Linked DNA regions of Danio rerio: region 1 is linked to region 2. A link is a contact called in public Micro-C data. All regions are on one chromosome and are shown on one strand. Each heading gives the region's core, a stretch centred on a gene start, on an enhancer-like site or on the middle of the called end of the contact. The rest is flanking DNA. Distances are from core to core; before and after follow the strand shown.

The links. Hi-C and Micro-C count contacts between places; a contact is called where the count stands out from the background.
Region 1: a contact with region 2 is called in a Micro-C map of caudal fin, with 5 times the contacts expected there. The contact joins the promoter of metrnla here to the enhancer-like site in region 2. A contact is called at or near these places in 2 of 18 Hi-C or Micro-C datasets (caudal fin and an unstated tissue) and 1 of 4 datasets of contacts at active chromatin or transcription factors (caudal fin).

Annotation. Positions count from the first base shown.
Region 1 is chr3:49,549,604-49,556,476 of GRCz12tu, reverse strand. It overlaps metrnla (meteorin like, glial cell differentiation regulator a), which reads right to left and starts at 1,395. Exons shown (of 4, transcript NM_212985.1): 1 at 1,073-1,395. The coding sequence starts at 1,170.
Region 2 is chr3:49,400,588-49,407,415 of GRCz12tu, reverse strand. It overlaps tbcd (tubulin folding cofactor D), which reads right to left. Exons shown (of 39, transcript XM_073944965.1): 31 at 5,986-6,144; 32 at 3,097-3,235. Among named protein-coding and RNA genes, the nearest start is that of znf750, 54 kb to the right of the region's middle. Within about 2 kb of position 2,160, at least 8 of the 62 cell types and tissues checked have an H3K27ac peak or open chromatin away from gene starts, as enhancers often do. A contact at or near this core is called in caudal fin, where this site is marked.

The sequences.
Region 1 (6,873 bases), core at 146-2,645, 150 kb before region 2:
TATTATTACTGTAAAAAGACTTCACAGAGACCCCAAATGTGTCATGTTTGAGGAATTTTCGATGATGGAATTGAGCCACTGCTGAGGAATAATACCAATGAAGAAATGTGGTGGGGAAATCAGTAGCTTAATATCTTTCAGAACTTTAAGCATGAAGGATGTGGAAGCCATCTTGACCTAATAGGACTCCATACAAAAAAAGCTGCTAGAATTTGTTTTGTTTTTCCATTTATGATGCAGTGCCTGAGTGTGTAGGCAATGGCTCATTCATTTAGTTAAACTGTACTGTATAAAACCAACCCCCCAAAAAAGTAGTATGATTTGCATATTATATGCGAGTCGTTAACTTGGGTTAGGACAAACCAGTGAGTAAAAATGAAATCACTGCTTCAGACAGCTTCTGAATTCAGGTTAAGCCAGATATGTTCAACACAAGATGTTGTATTTTTGTTTTCCAGCACAGTTATCTTACCATCTTTTTTATTAGGTCAAATATTTGAACATTTCAATATATATTAGCACACATTTAATTGAGAAGCAAAAAAAAACCCCCATAATATTACACCTTCCTTTAGTGACTAAAATACAAGCAAAAAACAAACTAAACTAAAAGTTGTTAGAAAAACTGCTTAGTTCTTTCTTTGAAATTTCATGGATTTCCATATCATTCAAGTATAAAATCACTAATAGATTAGTTTTCTAGTGTAAATGAGTATGCTACATAAAATTAAGCTAAATAGAAAGACAAATAAAGAATATAGTACATACAAGCTCAACAATATCACTTTACCAAAAAAAAAAAAAAAAAAACTGGCCCTAATACTAAAAGTAGCTAAATATTCCACACCTTAATGCTAAAAATGGTGTTCATAGACTAATAATAATATTAATATAATATTAATATTAATAATAATAATAATAATAATAGCATAATATTCATTATCTCTCTTTCTATTCGCTCATTGAATAGTTCAAGGAGTTAAATCTCTATCTTCTTTTTACTAAATGAAACTGCATTTTACTCTAAATGGGTAAAAAAAGGATTAATATAGATGTTTAAAGAGCGTCTCACCTGCCCCTCCAGCTGCACTGATCACTTGAGTACTGGGAGCGCGCAATCCGACACAGAAGCACAACCGACAGCAAATACGCCAAGAACGGCGAGAGCATGTTTGTCCGACCGCGGTCTCCTTCTCCCCAAGCGAGATACTATACAACTCTGCGGTGCAGGTGTGAAAGCAAAAGGTCCAGCATCGGTATGTTCTCTACATCGTGTTTTTCTTTAGTATCGCTTCGCTTTCTAGCCCGTTATTTACTCGAAAAGCGCTTCTAAAGCCGAAAGTCCGAGAAGCGCGCTCGTTCGCTCAGTCCATGTCGCGCACACTGAGCAGCAGTGAAGAGCTTAGGAATCCGAGCGCAGAGCCGCTCGCTCAACTTTGAAGATCGCGCACGCGCACTCAACGCCTGTAAATTACTCGAGAGGAGGCGAGTTTCTTTAGCAGTTCTCTGAGCTCGGATTCCTCTGCGCATCATCGCCAGCTGACCGACGCAGGACGCATGCGCATGAGTTCATGTTGAAATATTAACAACTGTCCTCACCCTCACCCAAGTGGTTTAAAAACTTTTTGGAATTCTTTATTGTGTTGAACACAAAAGATGTTTTGAAGAAAGCTCAAAACATATAAATATTCAAATTTTATTTGTTAGCAAAGGTTAATGATGCAATTTTAGTCCAGAAAATGCATGACAAACATTTTTTTATGCAACAATGTTAAGGGAGGAGCATATATTAAATGCTTTTCTATTTTTAGACTTCGAAATCACTTTTATATACATTTTAATCTTTTTCTAGTACCACTTTTCTGAGAGGTTTACTTTTTGCACACTTGAGTATGTGAAATTTACATATAAATAAAATCTTTGTTATCTTTAACAAAAAAAAAAAAAAAAAAAAAAAAAAAGCCCAAATCACATATTTATAAGATAAGGAAAATGTTTTCAAAATATTATAAGCAATAAAAGTTTCAAAATTAATCGAAAAAGTTTTGTATATTGGCAAAACCAAAATAAACGAAGAAATAAAGTTTTCTAATTTAATATAAATTTTCCATTGTTGTAGAAATATATATTTTTCAGGATACATTTTATGAAGTAATTTAAGTTATATTTATTTAGCCTTATTTGTAATGGGGGAAAATGAGTTGATGACCATACTTGAGTCCAGTTTATATTGTTAAAGCTATGTTCCAGTAAAAAACAACATATGGTATCTTCACATATCTTCTTTTAGTATTATAGATCATTTTGTGATTATTAGGCTTAAATCCAGAGAAACAGACAAAGCCGACTGAGGCCTGTTCAGGTTTAGGAGGACAAACTGAAAGAGCTGATGTACATGCACTGCTATTGTGCAGCATATCAGGTAATGGTTACATTAATATAATAAATTCTTGTAAAGTAATAGGAATTTAATGTAAATTTTGTTCCTTCATTATCAAATAATTTAGCAACTATATCAGACTGCTGTTAAGCCAATAATGAAAGAATAGTGACTTAATTCTATACAAGATATTGGCATTATTCCAAATAAGAAAACTATGTGGGGAGAAGTTGTTTATAAATTAGCCTCCATGACGTAAGCAATTGATGATATTTTGAGAGTTTGATTAAGTTTTTCAATTTTATAATTACACATTAAAATAATTATATGATAGAAAATGAAACAGGGGATAATATTCTAGATAGATAAGTTACTTATAAGAAATAAAAAAATTTTCGGCTTAGTCCCTTTATTAGTCAGGGGTTGCCACAGCGGAATGAACCAATTTATCCAGCATATGTTTTATGTAGTGGATGGTCATGTCTTTTTACTGTGGGGGAAACCCGAGCACCCTGCGGAAACCCACGAACTCGGGGAGAACATGCAGCTTTCACACAGATATGCCGACTTACCCAGTCGAGGCTTGAACCAGTGACCTTCTTGCTGTGAGGCGATCATGCTACCCTCTGCACCACCGTGATGCCCCTTATAATTCATTCACTCGTTCATTCATCCTTTCATTCATTCATTTTCTTTTTGGCTTAGTTCCTTTATTAATCCGGGGTCCCCACAGCGGAATGAACCGCCTTATTTCCAGCACATGTTTTACGAAGCGGATGCCCTTCCAGCTGCAACCCATCTCTGGAAGCTTATTGTCTTATGCAAGTAATTTTAAATTACTATTTAGGGAATTAAAATGAATAAAATTTAGACCATCTTTATCTATTATGCATTCAGCATTACTGATGTTTTAATATAATAAATTTAGTTTTTCCAAATAAACTGTCAACTTTTAAAGAAAAAAAAAGGTATAAAAGTCAATGGTTACATGTTTATAATTTTTTAACTCGAAAACGTGCCTTGGACTGATTTTTGGCATTTATTCTGATAAATCCCTTACCCAAAGAGCACGACACATTATTTAAGCAACTCCTGAGCACTTTCTGTTTTGTGTTTAACAGAATAAACATAACCAAACTGGATTGGGACATGAAAGGGAATGATGATAGAATTCTCAATTATGTGCAAACTATTTAACAAACTACCTTTAACTTACCTACTTACTTGCACTGAAGTGCTGAAACCTACATCCTAAAGTTTTTACTCTCTATCAGGTCAGTGGGTTTATTTATAATTATTTTATCACAATAAAGGACTGCTTTCAAATTTTTGGCTTTCTCAGGAGCAGACGTTGCCATCATTGTACTTAAACTTAGAGAGCAGCAAATAGAGTACATCAAATAATTTGTGTTACAATGCTAGTTGCTCAAATAATAAAAGAAAAAACTAAACAATAGTGTCATCAAGACTTTCAAAAAAGGGGAAACAATGAGTGAGACTATTAACGCCAGTCAGAAGAGAGAACCAAGTCAAATTTACTGTCCCACCCATAAACACTGCATTAGAAGCCAGAGGTCCAAAGTTTGCCCCATACAAGAGCTCATTTGCTTTATTTTGACTGCAATGCCATCATAAACTGTGAAAATAACCTATCAAAAAAGGCTTTAAAACCAACTAAAATCCTCTGTTGGCTGTCACTTCAGTGTGACTTCTGCTAATCAGTAATGGCCAATACTAACAAATATTGTTCATGAGTTCAACATCTAGCTGTACAAGAAAACAGACAATCTGACCTAAGTGAAGTAATAGTTACAATACAGTTTTAAACAGATTTTTTTTTTTTTTAATGATGTTGATGTAATTTGTATTTTAAATATACATTTTTTTCCCCCAACATTTCTTTATTTTAAATGTTGAGGAAATACTTTATGCATCAAAAAGTGCTTATTATTAAGTGTTAAAAAAAGTTTTATTTTAATCTTCTAATAAAAATAAAATTAAGCGAATAACTTCATAAAGTCTGAACGCCTCACATAATTGGTACGTTTTTTTTTTTTTTTTTTTTTTGATGCACACATCATGCAATACATACGTGAATACATATGAATATACACAAGTTTTTTATTTTTTATTTTTAATCAAAGTATGAAAAACTGAAACTAGCCAAATTTAAACCAAATATAGAGCCTAATAATGTGACCGATGTTACACTAAGCCAGCTACTCTATCTCATATGTTTTGGGCTTGTTCAAAATTAAAGGAAATCTGGTAGCTAATATTTAAATTTCTCTCGGACACAATAAATACCTATATAGAACCTGAGGCCATAATTTCAATTTTTGGGATCACACCACAGTCCTTATGTTTTAACAAAAGCAAGATAAATGTGATTGCCTTTGCTACGCTTTAGCTAGAAGTTTAATATTGCTGAAATGGAAGGAAAAACTTTCTCCAACCTTTAAGTAATGGCTTATGGAACCCCTACACCACCTGACTTAAGAAAAAAAAAAAAATGATATAGTGTAAGAGGCCGTACTGATATGTTTTTTTTTCTAATCTGGCAACCTGTTTTAGATCACATAAAGAAAATGGACCCACCAGTCATTTTAAAAGAGTAGAACCTTTCCTTGTTTTTTTTTTTTTTAAGTTTTAATTTTTAGTAAGAACCTACATGTATATGTGTTCAACAGGTTTTGTTTGTTGTGTAAAACAAAAAAGAAAAAGTTGCTGAACCTGACACCTGTCAAAAGCATTTAATCAACGTTTTAAACGTTTCTAATACTTGGATTTCAGATCCAAACAGACCTGTGTGTTATTTATTTAAAAAAAAAGATCAATGAAATTAATGGTAACACTTTTTATTTTGATGGTTCATTTGAGAATTAGTAAACTGTCTGCTTAATATTTGTTGATACTGTTCCTTCAACAGACATTTTAACACACTATAAGAAACTTTGCAAGTACATGTCAACTTACACTAACCCTAACCCTAACCTAACAGTCTACTTATAATCTAATGAGAATTATTTGAAAATTTAAATTTAACAAATGGGCCATCAAAATAAAGAGTGACCAAAATAATTACATTGAATGCCCTCTTTAACATGACTTGCAGCAATGCTACAAGCTTTGCACATCTGTACACATTTTAAATAAAAGTAAATTATTATCATTTAACTGTATCCACTTGACAGATCTTATTCTCCACCCAATTCAGAAGTTAACCTTTTTGATTTTGAATGTAGTGTAGGGCACACCTTTTGTAAAGCTGCTTTAGAACAAAAATCATATAGTGAAAAGCTCTATAACATTAATCTTCAAAGCAATTGAATTAGTAGGTGTTTTTTGCTAATCTTCTCCGTAGACCAGAGGTCTCCAACACTGTTTCTGGAGATCTCAGTTGTTCCCCTGATCAAACACACCTGTCTGTAATTATCAAGTACTGTTTCAGGTGTTAATTAATTGCTTCAGCTGTGTTCTCTGCAGAAAGGTAGATCTTCATGAATAGGGTTGAGGATGTCTTGGAAGGAGACTAAGCTGTTTTAAGCTGTGGCTGAGCCATAGGAGGACGTTCATAGTTGCTTTGGTGCCATTTCTGCATAGTTTGGAATTACTGTCCTGTTGAAAATGCTCTGGACTGGGTTTTCATTATGGTAAGGATATCTCTGTCTTCTGCTTCACGGTAAACTCTGATTGCTCCACTGGAATGTTTCATCTTCAGGATAGTAGATGATGAGTGCCACATTGGTTTCCAGCGGACATGATGCTTGAATTTGAGGAATTGATAAATATAGAGAATTTAGTTAGTCACAGTCTAAAAGATTGGTTGAAGCTCTAACTGAACCATCTCAAAGAGTATTCAGCAAAACTGAAATGATTCTGACATAAATTGCACAGAAAATGTATTACAAACAGTGCAGTGTGGATTGACGTGGTAAAATATAAGGCTGCAACATGAAATGGGGTATGGAGGAGTCATAACAACAACAACAACAACTACTATTATTATTATTATTATTATTACTACTACTAGGGTAACACTTTACAATATGGTTGTATTAATTAATGTTAGTTAATGCATTTGCTAACATGAACAAACAATGAACAATCCATATACTATAGACCAATTCCAGCGTTATGGATGTAACATTTGCAATAAAAATTCAAAACATAAATTCACATAGAAGGTAAATTAACATTATATTGAAATATGTGTTTATATCTTCCAAAACTGCTAACCACAGATTTGTAGGGTCAGAAAAATATCAATCTGTAAACAACTTTTAGGTTTTAAATAAGGAAAATGAACATTCGTTATGGATGTGACCAAGTCTTCGAGTTTACAGTATAAGGCAAACTTTGTAAAAATTCTGTGAATTAATCTGCACAACCCAAAAGAAACAATGCTAATCAAAAGGATTTAAGAAAAAGCTTTGTTATGGATGTGACAGATGTGAATTTGCCACTTGTGTGACTTTGGTAAATCAAATATG
Region 2 (6,828 bases), core at 911-3,410:
ATAGTGGTGTATTAATGTGTGTAAGGGGTCAGATGAAGCCTGATTATGTACGGTTTCAACTGCGCTGTGCGGCCCAGAGGGAGCTGAGCTTCACAGAGAAGCTCCATCATTCAGCATCGAATCTGTGAGAACCGCTCATTTATCCAGCAGTTTTGGCACCGAGAAATCATACGGTTTTAGGCTGAAGGTGAGAGCGTAACCTCTGCTGTGGCTCCAGTCAAAGGAGAGAGAGGAGGAAAGCTCCACCGACTCATTTATAGGTCCAACTGGCAGATGAGTTGACATTTACTATGCTCAAAGCTCCCGTTAAAACCCCCGACATTATTATTTTTCTTCATCAACAAACAGTTGAGGCTATAAATAACTAAATGGCTTTAAATTAAAGTCAAGGGTGAAGTCCCAGCAGCCATTGGAGCAAAGGCATGGAGCCTAAAATGCTAAGTAGGTGATACATTTGAAAACTTTTTTATATATAGTTATCCAAAGAGTTTTTAAGTACTTATTATTTCTATTTTCTTTTTTCATCTCTGAAACCATGAAAATATTTTAGTTGTGGCTTTAACTTTAACCTATATATATATATATATATATATATATATATATATATATATATATATATATATATATATATATATATATATATATGTATATGTATATATAAATGTATATATATATATATATATATATATATATATATATATATATATATATATATATATATAATAATGTATATATATACATATACATTTATATATATATATATATATATATATATATTTATATATATATATATATATATATATATATATATATATATATATATATATATATATATATATATATATATATATATATATATATATATATATATATATATACATATATATGTGTACATATATATACTGGTTAAAGTTAAAGCCACAACTAAAATATTTTCATGGTTTGAGAGATGAAAAAAGAAAATAGAAATAATATGTACTTAAAAACTCTTTGGATATATATATGAAGGCAGTTCATTCAGCTGTGGCAACCTCAGATTAATAAAGGGACTAAGCCGAAAAGAAACTGAATGAGTAAATGAAATATGTAAATGTGTTTATCCATTATTAAATTGATTTATTTATTTTAAACCCTAGATAGGTGTTTACATGTTCCCCCCTTGTTGGCGTGGGGTCCCTCCAGGTGCTCCAGTTTCCCCTACAGTCCAAAGACATGCAGAATGGGTGAAAAGGGTAAGCTACATAGTCTGTAGTGTATGTGTGTATGTCCCGGTGTTCCAGATTGGGGGTTGAACATTGGGCTAACAGCTCACTACATAAAAACGATGTAACAAAACACCAATATGGTGCAGCTGAATATCAACTTCGATATACAAAAATGACCCTGGGAGTAAGTAAGTGAACCATAGATAGACAATACCAGTGCTGCCATCTCTGTCACGTGAAGAAGAATTTGATTCAAATTGTAATAAAATGTACGAATTTCACTGCTCTTTCTATATTTTGATCAGAAACCTGCAGTCTTGGTGAGCATATAGTAAGAGACTTTCAGAAATATGAAAAAAGAAAAAAAAAAAAAAAAACTCACCATCCACAAAGTTTTAAACAGTAGTGTATAATCAGAAAATGAACCTCAAACAAACAAAAAAAGGAATAATAATAATAAAAAAAGTACAGGAAGAAATCAGCATTCCAGATAAAAGACAAAAGGGAATGGAAAGATCAAGCTGATGAGCAGAAGATCCCTCCAGGGGCCCTCAGTCACCACCAAAAGCATGAGCACAAGCGTGAAGGGACAAGGTGCCAACAGTGCTCGCTCACTTCCAGCTAAATTTGTTTTGAGTGAATGCCGGGCCCGCTGGAGGAGCTGTGGTTTTCGCGTCTGAGCCGTTTACACCCTGTGCACTTTGAGGCCAGGATGGGCAGAGGCTCACATTTGTGGCAGCTTTTCAGTTTATTCAAACACATGTCAGCCATTTTCTAAAAAACACCAGAGCGTTTCAACACCAGCTTATTTTTCAAAACCCAAAACGACAGACCACTTTTGTGTTGCAATTCTTGAAAATCTGAAATGAAGCAATGCAAAGTAAAGCTACACGGTCTAGTAGTGTCAATTTCCCTTAAAGCATTCAAACTCCTGACCGCGCTCACCATAGGCAGACTCTCTGGAGGATAGAGCGGCGACGGCTCCCTCTGTTGGTCACTGCTGGGTCTTTTATCACCATGCAATTTATTGTAATTGATCAATTGCTGCTACCTCATTGCTTTGCCACATACTGTATAATTATTCTGATTGATGGTTATGCTGTAAAACTGTTTAAATTGCATTTCTGTATAAGTATATAGATCATTCATACCCATGGGGTATGCCATGTCAGCAACAATAGCTATTATCATAATTCAAACTGTATAATTTCAATAAAATATTTACAAAAAATTGTCAGCATGCAAAAATATACTATATATATATAGTTGATGTTATTAGCCCCCCTGAATTATTAGCAACCCCCCTTTATTTTTTTACCCAATTTCTGTTTAAAGGAAAGAAGATTTTTTAAAATAAATTTCTAAACATAATAGTTTTAATAACTCATTTCTAATAACTATTTTTTTTTTCATGATGACAGTAAATTATATTTAACTACATATTTTTTAAAACATTTCTTTACAGATTAAAGTGACATTTAAATGTTTAGCTAGGTTAATTAGGTTAACTGGACTGGTTAGGGTATATAAGGCTATATATATATATATATATATATATATATATATATATATATATATATATATATATATATATATATATATATATATATATATATATATATCTTATCTTATATATCTATATATATATATATATATATCTTTTTTTTTTTTTTTTGGAAGAAAATGCTAATGGTCTAATCTAATTCAATTAATTATGCTAAGCTAAGCTAAAAGTGACCCTGCCAGAACAACAAATGCGCTAAATGGATTAAAAAATGGTTAAAGTCAACTGTTTACTGTCAATTGTAAATGACAGAAAAAAAAATGTGTTCCTTTAAGCAAAAAAGAGGCCACTGTGTTTTAATGGTTGTGTTTATGTGGTGTGACCTACTGTAGATTCGGTGAGGCCTCCCACAGACACACAAAGACCCAGAAGCGTGTGATACTGGTACTGAGGAAGGCGCAGCAGCTGTGTGATGTGAGGGAAGGCCTGTGATGCTGCGTTCCAGTTCAGGGAGTTTCCAGTCTCTCTAAAGTATGTTAAAAAAAGAAAACACCACAGGTCAAAGATAATTAATCAAGCGACTGGATTACATCTCAAATTGTAAGCAATGAAAGTATCTGTTTCCTGAAACTTCAATGCAAAAGTGCACCTCCCAAATTTAATTACATTATGTAAGTAGTGTCAATGGCTGACACATTCAGTCTTCTGCACGCATCGCAAACAGAGATGTGGTAAATGCTTTTCTCTGTCTATTTGAGGTAAGCCTGGCCTGTGAAATCAATGTTTATTTTTTATAAAGTTTTTAATACATTTACAAGCGAGAGGTTTTTGCTAAACTTGAGGCGAAAGCTAATTGGCTGCACCCATGTGTGGACTGTCTAATGGCATTTTTTTTTACTTTTATTTTTTTATTTTTAACGTGGCATAGGAAGAAAAAAAAAAAAAACAAGTGGCAAATAGAGAGAGTGAATCAATTGCCAAATGCTTTTTTAAAATGCTATTTCAAATGTGCATTTATAATGCATTTGAAGTAATTTAATTACATAATTTTTATGGCTTGATCAATGAGCATTTTAAAACATGAATTAAATAAACAGTTATAAAACTGCCTATTTATTTACACATTTAAAATAATTTTAACTTGATTGTTTTATTAAATGACATTTAAAAACACAATTAAAATAATTACATTTAATTGTCTATTTATTTGTCAATTTAAATGTATTTGTATACCTTTTTATGCTTCAATTATTGAATTAACAGTTTGATTCTTTGTTTTATGGCACTTCTGGTTCTTTATACTTTAATAAATGCATCAGAGCAAAACCATTTTTGTTGCTTTTTACTGCAAAAGGTAAAAAAACGAAAGTATAACTATTGTTCTGAACCATAGTTATAGACATGTAGGATTTAAAGTTGTTATTTCTTTTTTAATAACACAATAATATTAACCACAGTTCTGTTATGAGAACTTCTGGAGAAATTAAGGCTCAATCCCAATACTATTTTTGTACCCCTTCCCCTCAGCCCTTAAAAACGAGTGTACAAGGGAAGGGCTTCACAGTGCAAGGCACTGTATAGGGGAAATTCACCCCTAATGCCCCATTCACTCGGGGCATCAGCTTCAACGCTTCCCATTCAATTTGAATGGGTAACGTCAGTTGTTGCCGAACTGCATTGTGGAGCCGTCGGCGCCGCTTCAGTGGTGGTGCTCGCTGCAGAAGTTGGGACTTGCTCAACTTTTTAAGCGCTGATGGAAGCATCAGCCAATCAGATCGCTGTATGCAATTGCATCAGCTCAGACAGTAGCCGATTGCTGACTAATTTTATTGGCTGAGGATGTTAAGACGATCGCTTCAACCCCAACTTCAGACATGCCCTTTGTCAAACGTTGATGCTGAAGCCCCGTGTGAATGGGCCATAAGAATTGGGACAGCACTACAGCACCTGCACACATCACCATTTGTCATCGCGATTTGAATGAGATAAGACGATCGCGACTGCTAAAGTTATCCCAGATGTGTTATTTTTTTGGTATTTATTTTGAGGAAATCACTGAAGGCGTACAGTATATTGTTATCATAATGATATAATGTGGAAATAAGATTGTAATACTGTGCATTTACACAGTGGCCATATTCATCTATGTAAACACACCAAAAACAACATTAACATTATAGCAGACGCTATAAAATCCCATTTCCAGCCACTAGACTTTTCTGACAGGGTATTCAAGTGTCATCGAGTGTCAAAATGTTGTGGGACTGCTATACAGGAGTTATGATTATGTATTATAAATCACAAAATTTCGTTTTTTTTTTTTAACATGACAGTAAAACACGAACGTGGTTATGAATATATTAAAACATGTTTGTTTGTTGTAAAAAATTGCAATGACGAAAAATACCAATTTGTTGATTTCCTAATTTCCGGGTGTAACTATTCTGCCGTTGTGGCTGGTGTATTCTGGGAAATTTTTTTACGCCTTGGTTTCGACCCCTTGGTGTGGTCCTGAAAAATCTTTATTCAAAGGGCTATTTCACCCCTTCCCCTTAGCCCTACGCCTTCAACTAAAAATAATTTGGAAACCCCTTCACGGGAACAGGCAAAATAGTAAGAGAAAGGGCTAAAGGGTAGAATTAAGATTGGGCCTAAGTATAGTTATGAATATGATTATGCAATGTTGATATGTTTGATTTTGGCAGAAGAGATCTGCTATGCTGCTGCTGCTTTTACTATTGCTGCTGCCAACAACGTAACACTTAAGAACACCAGTAGTAAATCTATACACAGGTGGAGCTGGGGTGGAGGGGGGTCTCTGAAAACTGGCTTCAGTATGTTAAAGCACATGACAATAAGGTATATAAATGTTGAGGAGCAAGCTCATTAGCTGCTGAAGTGACATCAACTTATCACATATGCCATTTTGTTGATTATATCATGGGAAGCCGATTGGACAGGATCTATCAGTCCTATATTTCAGTTTCATGACAGAACTTTGTATACATATTTTTTATTTAATGTAGTCTATTTTATAATTAAACCTTCAAGACTATACTAATAAGTAAAACATAAAAAAGTATATATATATATATATATATATATATATATATATATATATATATATAAAAAAGAAAGTAGAGTCATATAGGCCTATATTGTATCACAATATTTAATTTAAAAACCAGTAAAATGATTACTCATAGCAACTAAAATGAACTATATTTTTCAGATTTCTCAATACACAAAACTTTTGATTTGAATTGTTTCACTTACGGAGGGAAGATGCTCAGTAGCTCCTCATGGTGGGGAATGTGAGGTACTGCAGGATCTGTGCTATGGAGCAGGCGCAGAAAAACAGTGCCAGCATGGGCCCTGTAGCGGTCGATCTTCTCCGCAGCCTGCTGGGCCAGGCAACACATCATGCGCAGGACACTACAGACAACGGGGAACATATCAGTCCTGTCAGAGCTAATTGCAAAGGTAGAGATGTACAGTAAATATTTGATACCTCTAGAATTTGTATTTGGAGTTTTGACTCAAAATGGGGCACTGATTATACCATGTAGCTTATCAAATGTGCAAGTAAAAAAAAAATTAAATAATTGTGTGTCACTTTAAATGCAAATGAGTTGCAGCTTTACATAGAAAGTTGGAGCCTTTATATGCTTTTCTGACACACCAGAAAATATCCAACAAGCAAGTTTCATTAAGCCAAAACTTCAGAAATTACAAGAAGCTGACATGTCACTGCTCTATCCTGTTGTGCTGGCCTTAGCAAATAAACATTACACTAAGTACAATTCTGTCATTTTTTTTTAGAAAGCAAAAAAAAATGCATTTATGAATTATACTGACGGTGCTACTTTTTTTGATAAATCTACCAACACAGTTCGGATCTCTGCGAATATAGTACATAGTAACATTTGCAAAGATTGATCACGAAGAGATTTTAAAGAGTCGAAGGTGGTCAAACACCACCTCATCATGCCACATCTTTTTTATGAGTTTACATACAGAAGCAGTTCCATTCAGCGGCTGTCCGTGGAAAATAGAAAACAATGTAAAGATGACATAACCTCGTGGAGGAGGCTGTTCATCAGATGTTTAAGAAACGGT